Regions from separate parts of the Gossypium hirsutum genome. Here region 1 is linked to region 2. The links are chromatin contacts, called in public Hi-C maps. All regions are on one chromosome and are shown on one strand. The core of a region is the stretch at or near the end of the contact, and the rest is flanking DNA. Distances in the headings are between cores, read along the strand shown. Region 1 holds the start of LOC107922304 (probable LRR receptor-like serine/threonine-protein kinase At2g16250). Region 2 holds the start of LOC107922671.

What was found. Hi-C and Micro-C count contacts between places; a contact is called where the count stands out from the background.
Region 1: a contact with region 2 is called in a Hi-C map of leaf, with 2.6 times the contacts expected there. The contact joins the promoter of LOC107922304 here to the promoter of LOC107922671 in region 2. A contact is called at or near these places in 5 of 34 Hi-C or Micro-C datasets (callus and leaf).

What each region holds. Positions count from the first base shown.
Region 1 is chrD01:19,348,510-19,353,633 of Gossypium_hirsutum_v2.1, forward strand. LOC107922304 (probable LRR receptor-like serine/threonine-protein kinase At2g16250) reads left to right here and starts at 1,584. Exons shown (of 5, transcript XM_041087259.1): 1 at 1,584-2,221; 2 at 2,445-4,452; 3 at 4,662-4,790. The coding sequence starts at 2,504.
Region 2 is chrD01:19,044,791-19,049,895 of Gossypium_hirsutum_v2.1, forward strand. LOC107922671 reads right to left here and starts at 3,695. Exons shown (of 4, transcript XM_016852804.2): 1 at 3,432-3,695; 2 at 3,172-3,296; 3 at 2,959-3,071; 4 at 2,464-2,876. The coding sequence starts at 3,483. The coding sequence ends at 2,738.

The DNA of each region.
Region 1 (5,124 bases), core at 334-2,833, 300 kb after region 2:
ATGAGGCATTGGCCTTATCGACTAAGTTCGCGAATCCTCCTATAAAATTCAGGGAGTTTAATTCTGTACATAGAGTCTTATTTTCTTAAGATTTAAGCAATCTTCCATGAATTTTATGTACATATCTCACTAAGTTCTTCTGAACTTATAAAATTATTGATTGGGTATAGGATAGATAATGACTTGAAAATAAAGAGGAGGGACTAAGCCAAACCCCACCAGAGTTAGAGGTGGGAGTGATAGCTATTTCATATATAGAGAGGGGTTTCCTTGGAGGCCACGCCTCAGGATTTAAGTGATTGTGTTAGTAACTGAGTCTTAATTTGAAACTTATAAATGGATGTGGGAATCGAAATTGTAAAAATTATCGCCAGTTTTGTACGGATCTTAATAGTTTGGTTTTGAAATTTAAGTTGTTCAAGTATGAAACGAATGTAGAATTTTAAATAGTGTTGAGTTATTGGGTTATTGTCTCATCTTGTACCTGGACCTGATGATTGGGTCGGGTATTAGGTGTTACAGCCTTGCTTGACACTTCTCCACACTATGGACTCGTCGCCAAGGATAAAGACACAATTCAATGTCAATTTCCTCGAATCTCAACACGTTTTAAAATCAGAGTCTATATATCTGATAGGAGTTAAATCCCCTCTGAAATATACAAGCATGTAATCCTTAGTTCTCCATAAATACTTGAGTATATGCTTAATTTTTTGCGCGTGTTTTGGATCGGGATTCACTTGATATTGACTTACCATTGTTACTACATAACAAACATCTAGACGTGGGTATAATAGCATAACATACATGAGATTTCCTACTGCCAATGCCATAAAGCATAAGGAACTTTTCTCTTATGTTCTCTTTCTTTTGCTACCTTGAGATAGTCTTCTAAAGAAAAAATCAAATCTCAAAACAAAAGGTTATGATCCCTTTTTTGAATTGATCATTGTAAAACGTTTCAATAGCTTGTCTATTTATGAACCTTGCGATAAAGCTATCACTTTATTCTTTCTATCCCTAAGTATTCAAATTCCTAGAACATAGTTAGATTCACCTAAATCTTTCATACTAAATTGTTGGGTTAACCACAATCCGATGACAATTTATCTACAACATTCCAATGAGTAGAATGTCATCGACATACAGAATTAGAAAAACTAGCTTTCCATCCACAATACGTTTATAAACACAAATTTCATCAATGTTTTGCTCAAAATCAAAAGTTTGATCGCTTGATTTAATTTAATGAATTATATCAAGGTTAATAAATTTAAAATGATTACTTTTAATTGGATTTAATTTTAATTTTTTAATGAAAGAAGTTAAATATATTTGATTTAATTTTATTTTTTATTTTTTGTAATTAAAAGTGAAAAAATAAACAAATAAAGAGACAATTATAAGTGAAACTCTCTTCAAATAGGATGGGTAAGTGAAAGAAAAAACTTAAAATCTAAATGGCTCGAGTGTGAAAATTATCCAACTTCAAATATCATATAATTGGAAAAAGAAATAAGAATAGTTGATGAAGGTAGAGTAATAATAAAGCACAAATTTCATCAGGTAAATGTCGCTGAAGAAGACTTTTAAGACTTGATCCATATATCCCCACTCTATTTGCCACTTACAACACTTTGTATTTTGATTGATTATGATGTGAAAACGAAAGGATTCACCCTTTTTTATTTTATTATTCCATATTGTTGTTGGGTATAGGCTGAGTGGGTTTTCAGGATCAAGATTCCACCTTTTCTTTTTTTAAGGTATAATAATTTATTTGAACAATTTTAGTTAATTTTTTACAAAATTTGAGTGGAAAAAAAGAATTCCAAGTCAATGAAGCATAAAACTCCATATCACCATTGATGCTCTGAGTGAGTAGTAATAATCAAATTGAAAGGTTTAGAGTCTTTTGAGTTTGTTGAAATGGTAGGTTCACTAAATAGCTCCGGTGGATAGTAAAGTAAAACTGTATTTGCAGAAAGCCCTGCGGTTGGGCAAACAAACCCTTCCCTCATTTTTTTGCTTTCATCTCATTAATGTCACCTGACCCTCCCTTCCCTTAAAACCCCGTGCCATCATTCATTTTTTCTTTGAATTTCTTTTGGATTTAATACATCAAGTTCTATTTGATTTTTCTTTTATTTGTATAAATTATTATTAATTCGGGATCGGCGGTAAACAACATCGAATGCAGAATCAAAGCTCGTGATTGGTGGTAAGAATTTACCAAGAATAAGAATTTTTTTTAATTTTTTCTCTCTCTATTTTTGAGTAATAGTTATTACTTAATAACCCCCCCCTCTTTTTTTCTTTAATTTTACTTTCTGTAAATCAAGTAAGAACATAAAATGCACAGATTAGTAAGAGAAAGAGAGCTCTCTGATAGTAATGGTAATGGTAAACATACGAAACTAACAGATTTTTATTTTGTTAGGAAGAAGATGAGTTAGACACTTAGCCGCCATTGAAGTTCATCAGCATCAGCTTCGCATTATCAATGGAAGCTCAAAGAAATGCGTTATCAATATTCTTGTTAGCTGTAATCTTGTTCTTGATCCAGTGCGTGGTAGCTCAGAAAGCTCGGTTAAGTTCTCCAATCGAACGGCGGGCATTGCTGGATCTCCGCGCATCTTTAGGTCTCCGAGGCAAAGATTGGCCCATCAAGTCCGACCCCTGCTCGTCGTGGCTCGGTATCGAATGTCGGAACGGCTCCGTCTCCAAAATCAGTGTTTCCGGTTTAAAAAGAACCAGACTTGGACGACTCAGTCCCAAGTTCAATGTTGATTCTATGGTTAACTTGGCCCGGTTAGTTTCCTTCAATGCCTCTGGGTTCCCGCTTCCCGGGTCAATACCGGATTCGTTCGGAAACCGGTTGGCTAATCTCGAGGTTCTTGATCTCCGCTCATGCAATATCTCCGGTTCAATCCCTGGTACGCTCGGTAACTTGAGTCGACTCACTTCTTTGTATCTTCATGATAACAATCTTGCTGGTTTGATTCCTGCTACATTGGGACTATTAAGGAACTTAAAATTTCTTGATCTTTCGGTTAATTCGCTTACCGGTTCGATTCCCTCAAGTTTTGGGTCTTTTGGAAACATGGAAAGGCTTGAACTTGCTTCAAATTACTTATCTGAGTCAATTCCACCTAGTTTAGGCACTTTACGAGGTCTTCAAGTGTTCAATGTTTCAGATAATAATCTTTCTGGTTCAATTCCTATTCAGTTTGGCAATCTTTCAAGGCTGGTTAAGCTTGATCTTAGTAGGAATTCTTTGTACAGTTCGTTGCCGGAGGAATTAAAGATGTTAAGGAGTTTAAAAATGATGATAATGGAGGATAATGAGCTAGAAGGACGTCTGCCAGTCGATTTGTTTTCAAGTCTTGTTGAGTTGCAAGTTGTGGATTTGAGTAGGAATAAGCTTGATGGTGCTCTTAATGCTACAATTTGGTCAATGCCTAAATTACAGTCCCTTGATGTATCAAGCAACAACTTTACTGGTCCATTTCCGGGTCTTAGATCTAATATTAGTGCTACTACAGCTGCCATGTTCAATCTGTCGAACAATTTCTTTTATGGAACTTTGAATTTTTCACTCGGGATGTTCAGATTCATTGATCTCTCTGGCAACTATTTTGAAGGCAAGGTAGTAGTAAACAACACGAAAAGATACGCTATTATTGACAGGAATTGCCTTCAGGCTTTGAAACAGAGGACTTTGGAGGATTGTAGACTTTTTTACACTGATAGAGGGCTAAGTTTTGATAATTTTGGAGCACCCGACACAATGCAGCCACCTCCTGCAGAATCTAGTTCGGAGAGCAGGAAACGGTTGATATTTATTTTGGCTGGAGTAGTTGGAGGACTTGGCTTCATTGTACTATTGGTTCTGATTCTAGTGCTCGTCTTGAGGCACAATAAGGGCATTGGAAATCAAAGAAGGAATGCAGATGTTGGGCCTGTTCCTGAAGGGGATAGTCCTCAACTTCCGAAAGATCCTACAATAGCTGGTGCTGGAGATCCATTTACATATGAGCAGTTGCTCCTAGCAACTGATAATTTTAGTGAGACGAATCTTATTAAGCAGGGCCACTCAGGTGACCTATTTCGTGGTATCTTGGAAGCTGGGATCCCAGTGGTCATCAAAAGGGTCAGTTTGAGTTCTTTCAAGAAAGAATCATACATGATGGAATTGGATTTATTCAGAAAGCTTTCTCACCCAAGATTTGTCCTGCTTTTGGGGCACTGCTTGGAGCATGAAACTGAGAAGCTTTTGGTATACAAGCATATGCCAAATGGAGATTTAGCCAATTCCTTTTACAGGGCTACCAATTCAGACGATGATAGCCTACAGTCCCTGGATTGGATTACAAGGTTAAAAGTAGCTACTGGAGCTGCTGAAGGACTGTTTCATTTGCACCATGAATGTAATCCTTCCCTAGTTCACAGGTATTTCAGAACATGCTTTTTGCTACTTTTTAGTTCTATTCTCATTGTAATAGTTAATAATCAATGCTTTTAGCTGCTGGAGCTATATATGTTGGCTTCTCCATTCTATCCTATGCTGTTCATCTTGTTTTTGCAACATTTCGCAAGCTTTAGGATTTCGATTTTCAGTATCCTCAATTGTTTGCTATAATTACTTTTGGTGGTTGAAGGGATGTTCAAGCTAGCAGTATTCTTCTTGATGATAAATTTGAAGTGAGACTTGGAAGCCTGAGTGAAGTTCGTGCCCAGGAAGGAGATACACACCAAAATGTTCTCAAAAGGCTGCTCCGGAAACCACAGTAAGTATTATATAAGTCGCTTGTTTTGTCCATAATACACTTGATTTGTATCTTTCAGTACGTAGTTCATCCAACTGCTTGCTTAGCCTTTTGTCTTGTAACTACAGCATTTGGTATCATATTGTTATGCATGCTACTTTCAACATAGTTAATTTGATTGAAGGGATATGACCTACTGATTCCACAGAATACATTGATATTGCTGATCTTCTTAGATGTAAATTTATAAACTATATAATTCTTTCCAAGGTCATTGGAGTAATGAAATAGGTCCACGGATAAAAAGAGCATAGCATATATGATTCAACTTTAGATTCCCACTTTTTTTCTTCGT
Region 2 (5,105 bases), core at 2,445-4,944:
GATTGCATTTTGCCCTTTCTACTAAAAAAAGAGAAAATTAGTCCATATACGTTAGATTAAAGAGCAAATTGGTCCTTTTGTTAAAAATTTCATCAATTTGTAATGTTAAAAGTTGATTTCTGTACGTCAGCATGAGGTACACGTGACACGCTACATGTCACTATTTGATTATTTTATAAGCCACATCAATTTTTAGCAATACAAATGAATAAAATTTTTAACAGAAATGATCAATTTAGTAAAAGTGGCAAAATGCAAATTGACTCGGCCTCCATGATACTTATATCGCTAAAAACTGATTTGCCCATTTTTACTCTTAATAGGGATTAATTTGTCCATTTTTTTAGTAAAAGTGACAAAATGTAATTTGACTCCTAGGACAGGAGTCTCCATAATACTTTTACCGCTACAACTTGAGTTCTAATAATAATTTATTTTAATTACATAAAATGAAAATATTTCATTAAAAGATAAAAATAATTAAGGGTAAATTACACAATTAGTCACTAAACTATATTAAGTTTTCATTTGATCACTTAGCCAAAAAAAAGTTACAATTGGTCACTGAACTATTCAAAAGTTTTTATTTAAGTCACTAGGATCTTAAGCTTTTTTAAGTTCTATCAGCGAGTTCCAAGCTACGATTCAAATATAAGCTACGATTCAAATATCGATATGGTGGATCGATACCCATCGACGATTAGAAGAAAATACATTAGATTCAAGTCGATTTGATAGCCAGGGTTGGAGATCGAAGAAAAGAGTTGTTTAAATTTTAGTTTGTAGATGCATGACATTCAAAGTTGTTTGATGAAAAAAATTAAACTGTAAAAGAAAAGAGAAAATAGAGCTTTCAATTAGTGCAGGTAGTACGAACAGAAAAAACTATATAACATTAATTTTAACATCACAATGACTTAAATAAATTTTTTTACATAATTTAATAAACAAATTATAACTTTTTTTTTATTAACTCAAATAAAAATTTAGTGTACCCAATAATTAAATGTAGGGACTCAAAATTCGGCTGTGATGGTGTGGTCCACAGGGCTGATAAAGACTCCCATGATTTTATTTATTTATCACGCCTGGCCCCCACACTTGATACTCCTTGCGTTGGCCGGCCCCATAAACTTTCGCCTAAAATACTTGACAATGGGTCCGTCCTGCCACTCAAATATCTTAAGAGAACTTAAAGAGAATATTTTAAGGGGTGCCATCACAGCTTTTTCTTAAAGATTTATCAATTTTCAACCCATCATCATCTTTTTAATCTCTAAGTGTGATCTTAAAAATCTGGAATAAAATATCAACAAAGCATAATTAGAGGTTTTTGCCATGCATATGACGCTTGCAGTAGGAGAAAGGCAGGAGAACTACATTAGAAAGTTTATCTATAACTTTAAAAAGTTATAAAATTAATTATTAAAATATTTAAAAAAATTATTTAAATCATAAAATTATTAAAATTATTATTATATGACCTTTTTCGTTCACATTACTTACACCAATCGAAATCTCTTATTTTTCATTTCTTTTGATTATTTTTTATAAAAATTTATTTTTCATCTCTTTTATAGTTTAGTTATTTTTTATAAAAATTTTGAAGTTCACGAATTTATAAATCAAAATCTAAACAATTTTCTTTTTTGATCTCCGACATTGACCGCAAGATTAACTCAGATTTAAGATATCTTCTTCTGCTCATTGATAAGTACTAATCTATTATACGAGTCGTCGAATAGTTACTTGGAACTCATTAGTCAAACTTTTAAAAAAATTTAAAAATCTAATAATTTAAATAAAAAATTTTGAATAATTCAACAAGTTAAATAAAAATTATAACTTTTTTTAAAGTTAAATGATAAAATGTAAATTTATTAATTTATTGTGGTTACATCTTGTTCATCACATGCATGATATTATGATAAATTGCTTTGAGAATTTAAGATGACATGCTTTCTTTTAAATAAAGCAGGTAAAAGGAAAACCCTGAGAGCCTCACAGATTTAAATGTTGATCAATACTTCACCTTTTCTTTGTTGTTATTTGTATTACAAGTCAACCAAATTATGATTTAGAGATTAATTAATCCTTAGATATTACTGTATTATATTATAAGTTCTGATCATATCAATTTTTTTAACAGAATGCTTAAAATTATCTATAATCTCTCCCCAACTTATAAATAGGAAGATAATAGGCCTTAACCTACTCTAACTCACATATTTCTATAATGTCTATACCAATCAAAGTAAAACTCAGTCAACAACGTAGTTAACTGACTGGTTCTAAACTAAATAATCAGTGTTCAATTCCGATAATATTTTCGGGAATCATAATAAACTTTCTCAAGAACCTGGATTCTTTTAACATAGTGCAGTGAAAAACTATGAAATCATAAAACGATTTTGCACAATTCTTCTTGGTTTACCAAAAAAAAGAAAAAGAAAAAGCCACCACTAGAAGAAAAATCCGTCATACAGATCTGTATACAGCACAAAAGCTTAGCAAATCTTAAGCTGTCAAAGGAACCCTAGAGACCAATACTTGCAACAGATTCATCCCCACACTACTATCACTAATTTAGTCCTCTCTCTATACTTTGTACAGATTCAAAACCATGACACACTCAACACGCACAAACCAGAATATTATCTCAGTAATATTATGTTCTATATAAACAGATTAAGTAGATAAATACACCCACATAAGATACCATTAGGAGTTAAAAACACTAATTGGCACTGATTCCAGAATTCTTGTTAAACTTTGAAGTAGCGAGGCTGGCAACATGGAACTGTGGTTGGTAATTGTTTGTAGGTCGGTCAAGAACTGGAGGTTCATTCAAGAATGCCCAAGTGCTCCTTGTCCACCTACAATCATCCATGGAAAATCTCTTAATTTCAAGTTTTTAAGCTTTTCTTTTTGGTGGGTATTAAGATTTTAGCTACTTACCACCCACTTTGCTTTACGATATTTTCCAGGCTTTTTTCTGTGTCCATGTCTATGAAACCCTGGTTTCTATTTGGTATAGGCATGGAGCTTGATCTCATATATTCCCTTCCATACTTCATCAATGGAGTTTCATGTTATATAGATGTCAAAAGATGGTACTAGTTCAGTACAAAATTACCATGCTACACTGATTATCAAACAAATAATTTGTACCTGCTGATTGCAACTATCTGGTGAACCATATATAGCATTAAGATGCTCTTCCTCTGTTTTCCTTTTTGATCTCCAGAAAGCTTCAATCTCTTCTTTAGTAAGTGACCGATTTCTTTTAAGTATAGCTGAAATATTTTTCATATGATCAAAGATTAAACAACAAGGGTTAAGTTTTTTTATTTATTTATTTAAAAAAAAGACAAAAACAGAGAACAGCATGGAAACAGTGAGGCATGTAGTAAGAGGTTTCTGCAAAGAACCTGATGAAGGATCAGATGTAGGAGAATCCCATCCTGACAGTAAAGAACCCATTATTTTGTTGATGATCTATCACTTGCTTGACCAAAAGAAAAGTGAAGTATGCGAAGTAAGAAATATCTTGAGAGAAAAATGGGGCTTTATATAGGCGAGTGCGAGCGGAGTGGAGCCTTATCTTTTCCTTGGTTTTCAGTGGGGCAGTCCAGTCTACCCTTTAAGGCTTCAACTCGTGCTTATCCTCAAAAACATGTTATTTTCTTTTTCCTGTGTAAATGGAGACAAAAGAGACCGATTTATTGATTGTGATAAGCCTCACCAAACCTCTGCCCAATGATTTCATACCACGCGTTACTTACTTTTGATCTTATTTGTCAGCCTCACCGTAGAGTGAAGTGTGAAGTGGGATTTTGTGAATTTCTTTTAATCTTCTTAATTAAATTTTATATTTAATTTTATTTAAATAAAAAGAAATTTTCAACTTGATTGAACCACTAATGACTTTTCCATTGATAAATTAATAAAAATTGTGCATAAAAAATAGAATTATTTTATTATTTATTGTACTCAAAAGTTTAAATAAAAAATTTAAATCAATTGCGATTTTGCTCATTCGAAATTTTTCTCAAATTTCCTATTTGCATTTCCGGATGAATTAATAGTATTTGTTGATATTATAATCTTTTAAATTTTAAAATTTTAAAATAAATAACTTTGAAAATAATTATAGTAAATAAGACCATCAACATTTTATTATAAAAGTTTGTGTTAACAAATAAATTAATTTATGAAAAAAATTATAATAAAAGATATAAAAATAAAAATTTTAATATAAAAATAATAACAATAAAATTAATTTAAAATAATTTTATAAATTGTAATATGAAATAAAATTTAAATTATTAAGAATAATTATAATTAACGGTTATAAATTTGTCAATATTTTTCTTACAATTTCTTCACCCACAAGTTTTAGTCCACCTAGGTGTTTAACGTTGGTGAAGCTGTCGGGTGACTTTTTTGAAAAATATTTTATTAAAATGACAATTTTTAGTAAGAAAATTATGGAAAGTTATTTATATATAATAATATTTCTATTAGTTCAATACAATATTAAAATTTTACAAATGCAAATGAATGGTGATTCTAATACGGTACTAAAATTTTGCAAATATAATACAATATTAAGATATCACCATGGTGAATCCAATACAATACTGAGATTTTACAAATGAATGGTGATTCAAATATGATGCACTCAGCCACCAAAATGTTATGATTTTTCTAAAACGCAACTTAGTATTATAACCTTTTTGAGGTTATGACATTTAGTCGCATTTTCGTGGTGTTATGACCTTTCTAAAACGATATTTTATGGTATTTCTAAAACGACACTTACCGTTATGACTTTTCTTAAATGACATTTAGTCACATTTCTTTGGTATTTATCTGTGCCTCAAGTTCGAGTGTAAAAATATACAATCCAAACTTTTTTTCTTCTTCTCTTGAGTGATTTTTGACATTATTCAATTTTAAAGATGCAATTATTCAATTCAATATTTGAGTGCAAAATTATACGATACAAAGAGTAATATTAAATAATTAAAAAATAATTAAAAGTAATATTTGAGTGGTTTTTATTTGGATCCAAAATTTTTATACAAATAATTAAAAAATAA